Regions from separate parts of the Zea mays genome. Here region 1 is linked to region 2. A link is a contact called in public Hi-C data. All regions are on one chromosome and are shown on one strand. The core of a region is the stretch at or near the end of the contact, and the rest is flanking DNA. Distances in the headings are between cores, read along the strand shown.

What was found. Hi-C and Micro-C count contacts between places; a contact is called where the count stands out from the background.
Region 1: a Hi-C map of leaf shows a contact between it and region 2, with 6 times the contacts expected there. The contact joins the enhancer-like site here to the promoter of LOC100217008 in region 2. A contact is called at or near these places in 3 of 25 Hi-C or Micro-C datasets (leaf and tassel).

What each region holds. Positions count from the first base shown.
Region 1 is chr2:105,722,569-105,725,268 of Zm-B73-REFERENCE-NAM-5.0, reverse strand. No RefSeq gene overlaps it. Among protein-coding and RNA genes, the nearest start is that of LOC103646784, 130 kb to the left of the region's middle. Within about 2 kb of position 1,313, at least 4 of the 20 cell types and tissues checked have an H3K27ac peak or open chromatin away from gene starts, as enhancers often do. A contact at or near this core is called in leaf, where this site is marked.
Region 2 is chr2:105,370,786-105,373,485 of Zm-B73-REFERENCE-NAM-5.0, reverse strand. LOC100217008 reads right to left here and starts at 1,359. Exons shown (of 4, transcript NM_001143384.1): 1 at 1,278-1,359; 2 at 849-990.

The sequences.
Region 1 (2,700 bases), core at 64-2,563, 350 kb before region 2:
TAGCCAACTAAATAAGCATATTTACGATGCTTTATTAGTGAAGGCCAGCCTAAAATCGACGTAGGTAAACCAAATACTATGTAAATAACTATTTATACTGTGGTTAAGTCTTATTTATAATAGTTTTAGGCGGACGTAGTTTTACTAGTTTGGCAGGAAGGGATGGAGCGCTAGCCATTTGGGTGAGGGCATGGTGGGGGATCAGCTACAACATGCAATGGTGTCCGAGTCATACTTGATTTTGTTTGGATGGTCCTAAGTACTAGCTGATCGATTGACTGTGTATTATTGAAGCACGTTTGGAAATATACTAAAAAACGACCTATGGTTACATGCTGGCTACCTATCACGTTCTCACACGTGAGTTGCGGCATGCACATAGATCGATCCAGCGATCGATACTAGCTGTCGCTACCTTCCTCTCATGCATCCGCGTGCTGGTAGCTCCGAGCAGCACTTGCGCGCCGAATAAAATTTATTTGGACTTATTGGCAGCAAATGAACGAGATAGAGATTGTTTTGTTGTAGGACGCGATATGATCATTTAGTTGGACCTCACAATACATATCTAATAAACATTAGATGGTTAAGTAAAACATTATGATCTCTTATTTTATTGGTTTGGTATATACTTATAATTAGTAATTTTTCTAATAAAATTTTGACTAACTTACTAAAAAGCACAATACTCAGTCTTAATCATTCTTCTTGATAAGTCTTATACTTCATACGAGTCTTACCGTAAGTGAGCTAATGCACATTATTCTCCATAACTTGTTAAGTGATGAACGTATGTGAGCTCACTCTTATTAAACTTACACCAGGTCAAGGACATGTACCGTCAGATGAGGAGTATAAATGATGTCGCGATGAGTTTGGAGAGGTCTAGACCGTCGTCTCGCAGTCAACTATGGTTGCGGAAGATCGTTGTCGTCATATGATGTAATTATTTAGTTATTTTGTATAGAACCTCTATTATATAATAAAGATGTGACATTATTTTCTGTATTATTAGTCATCTTATGTGTAAGACTTGATTATATCATATATTTGACTCGCTTCTGTATTTGTCCTTAAATCCAGATGTGACACGCACACTTAAGAGGACATGCAAAAAACACTTGGGTTGCATCTGCGCGTAGTTATAATACAATAATGAGATAACATGCAGGAAGGTCATGGCGTCATGTTCGATTTCGTTTGGAAATACTTGTTGGGCGCTGGCTAGCTGTCGCGTTCTCACACTCATGCACATATATATATCCAGCTAGCTAGCCCTTCGTCATATCCAACTTTATTTCAAGACGACAAAATTAGACATGACACTGACACCAAGCTCATCACATGGTGGAGTTGGTACCACGGATACTTGACCTAACCAGCTCCATCCCTTCCAAAAAGTTTTCTAATTTTATTGTAGCAAATGATATATTCATTTAGTTGGACCACACAACATATCTAATAAACATTGCTAAAGAATCGGGTAGTGGACAAATGAACATTAAAATATCATTGTTTCAGCTGCAAATATTAGCCTTAAATTCCAGTGATATGTAATCAGGTTGAATAAATTCTCATTTAAACTCATCGTGTAGGTTGTTGACTCGACATCTCAACAGTTTGCCAACAACCTATTTATGTTCGAAGATGGTGCACATAACTTAAATGATTATCCTCCAATATAGTTTCATTTGCATGGTCTTTGTAGTTTTATTTGTTCATGAAACTTGGTAGTACGAGTTTGTTGGGGGCCTTCGTCCTCCGAAGGTCGTCAAAAACATAATTTAACAATGTCTTCCAAATATGGTTTATGGACAGGTATCTTCGGATTCATGATGAAAGTATACACGATAAGGAGCTTGATCATGACGAAGGTTGCCGTCGCTCGAAGCTGTGCGAAATGGAGCTTCGGCTAAATCGCAGAAAAGGGAACCGACTTAAAAGGGAAAAGGTTGTTCATTCCTCATAGATTTTTCTATGAGCCAATAGTAAATGTAAAGGTCATAATTGTAATTTCTCATAGGCTGTGTCCTGTGCCTATAAATAGATGAACAGTATCCCCGTACTGTTCACGCTGACTTGTACTTGCCTTTGTATCACGCTTGTGCTTCTTGCCTTCTGTTAAGCCGAAGGTACTTTTGTAATTCAATATTGTTTCTGTCTTTCCATGATAATATAATAAGAATGAATTAATAATGTTATATGATTGTTTATGTTGTCTCTTATATTTTATATGCTTCTTCTTTTATTAACTTATACTGCAATTATGAAGGTACGTCCTTCATGACCTTCGTCTGAAGATCATTATATCCTGATGGGAATAATGCTTCGAAGGATGAAGGGTATTAACATTTAATATCTTGTGTTCCCTTGTTCTTAATTCATAGTATTTGAGAACAAGTCCCCAACATTGGCACCCACCTCCGGTGAACCCTTTTTCGACCACCTTGGGCAAGCACTGAACTTCGTCATGCCACCGAAGAAAGCTTCTGCGCCAGGGGCTGCTGCACTGCAGCCACTGGACCCGAACCAGGAGACCCTTTCTCTTCGAGAGGCCCGAAGCCAGAAGAGGAAGGCCACTAGTCCAACACTCCAAGAGGAGGAGTTGGACCAAAAATCAGAAGCATGGAGATAATCCATCAGCAAGTACAAAGGAAGAAGGAGAAGATAGCCCGACTGGCTAATCTTCAAAGGCAGATC
Region 2 (2,700 bases), core at 110-2,609:
AGTTTGGTACCTTGAAGTGCTTCCACCTAAAGTCTGTGCAGCCCTCAGGTATAGGTTCTGGTTTCTTAAGGAGCAATTGGTGAAGCTTCAATACTGCTAGGAGGCATGCATTGAAGTTTCTGCTCACTGTCTCACCACTCCTTAAGAAGAAACCCCCTATTGTTCTATTCTTCACATGATGAGCCAGTGTGTGTAAGAATGCGGCTACTATCTATTCCAATGGTGCATTTCTTGTACCCCTCAAACCACCAACATCTCTAAGCATCTCACACAATATATGAAATATTTTCCTATCGATGCGAAGGTCATTTATACACTTAACATTGCTCTCACAGATTAGATGGTACATACATTGACTTCTAAGTTCTTTAATCTTTATCCTCCTTTCTATCTTCCAACTCTTCCACTTATGTGATAATACTAATAAAGCCAAGATATAATAATACATAAGCATAATGGCAAATGTTACATTTCTAAGTGTCAAATTTCTCTTCCGCGTTCGTGTAGATAAAGGAAGATGGGTCATACTGTTGTTCAAGGATAGTGTAGAAAAATCATATTAGAAAAATCAAACTAGTGACTAAACTTACAAATGTGATAATTATACTAGCTGTTCTGATAATTATACTATTATCAGTAGGTATTCTGATAATTATACTAGTTGTTCTGATAATTATACTAGCTGTTCATCGGCTCCCTAGTCCCTACTGTACTCGTGTAAACAATAGCTCGCCCAGACAAAACTGATAATTATTTGTTCACAGCTCGCACAGACAAAACTGATAATCTGTATGGATGCACACTGCAGGTATTTTGTTTAATAGATCAGACGGATACGAGTAGATTACCTCTAGCCTGGAGCAAGTTCTTGAATAGAAGATCTGGGGTGTTGGAGAGGTGTCTGTTCTGCCTGTTGTTGAATAGACCTAGCACGGAGTGGCACTGCTCGTCGGCGGTAGGCGCGGGGTGGCGGGGCTCGTCACCGTGGAGCTACATCGCAGGAGGTTAGGATGAGAGGGAGAGGGAGGGAGAGAAAGGAGGGAGAGAGGGTTTCGGAGCTGCATCGCAAGGAAGTCGAAGGAGTGGCCGAGCCCTTCGTCGAGAGGCTCGAGGAAGTCGAGGTCGACGCTGCCGGCCTTGTCGGGCGGCGCGAAGCAGCCGACGACGCGTCCGTCCACGTGGCAGGCGGGAGGCTGGTGGTGCGGCGCGTCCGCGTGGAGAAACAAACGGTGGCGTACCCGATGAGAGGGAGAGGGAGGGAGAGAGAGGAGGCTCACCGGTGAGAGGGAGAGGGAAGGTGGCGGCGCGATGGCAAGTGGTGGCGCGATGGTAGGTGGTGGCGCGAGGAGAGGCTGCGTGAGAAGAGGAACGCATGGAGAGGGACACACAGACGTGTGGGAGAAGATTACGGAGAGGGACGCACGGTATTTGTTTACTTAGAAATTGAATGAAGTTGTATTTGATAACAGGGTATTTATTACAGAAAACAAACGGTTGTATGGGTATCGGTTTACAGGTGTAATTGGATCGCGTTATATTTGGTCTAACCAAACGGCTCCTAAATGAATATATTAAAAAAAACTCTTTGGATGGGATAAACTGGTTGGTGTCGAGTATCCGTGGTACCAGCTCCACCATGTGATGAGCTTGATGTCAAGGTCATGTAAACGCGACAGCTAGCCAGCGCCCAGCAAGTATTTCCAAACGTTCTTACGTACGTTGTTTTCGTATCTCGAGACAATCGATATGTTTCCAAACGAAATCGAACATCACGCCATGACCTTCCTATATGTTATCTCATTATTATATTATAACTACGTGCGGATGCAACCCAAGTGCTTTTTCGCTTGTTCTCCTACGGGCATGACGTACCTAGATTTAACAGCAAACACAGACGCAAATCAAATGTGTGCTAGAATCAACTATCACATATATGATGAATCATTGTCACTACAGTAAACGAATCAACTTTCGACGACCAAAGCCATCAGACATAAGCTTTACACCGTCGGACATAGCTTATGTCCGACGGCAGTAGGTTATGTCCAATGGTTTCTAGCCGTCGGAGATAAGAGGTCGGAAATAGTGTTATGTTCGACGACTGCCGTCGGACATAAGTAATCTCCGATGGCCGAACCCGCCCATCGGACATAAGAAATGTCAACCGTTTTACCGGTCGACTGATGGGCCCGACAGCTGTTATGTCCGACGGCTGACGTTAGCCGTCGGACATAAACAACCCTTATGTCCGACGGCTTACGCAGGCCGTCGGACATAACAAATTCCAGAAATTACACACAATTAAGTTTTTTTAAAAATCTGTCATTTACAAAAAAAAACAGATTTCATGCATATATACACATTCACAATCACAAATATACACATTCACATAAGTATACACTAGTAGAAAAAGGCTCAAAGCCTGCGGTGCAGTATATTTTTATAGGCGGATTCGGTTATCAACCGCCTGTGCTATTTTTAGTGGCGGTTTATTAAGAAAACCGCCACTAGAAATCGTATTTCTAGAGGCGGTTCCTTATGAAAACCGTCTGTAGAAATCCATGATTTCTAGTGGCGGTTTTCTTAAGAAACCGCCTGTAGAAATCGATTTCTAGTGGCGGTTTTCTTAAGGAACCGCCACTAGAAATCATTTTTATCCTTAATTTTTCGAGTTTTTCAAACGACCTCGTATGATAAAAC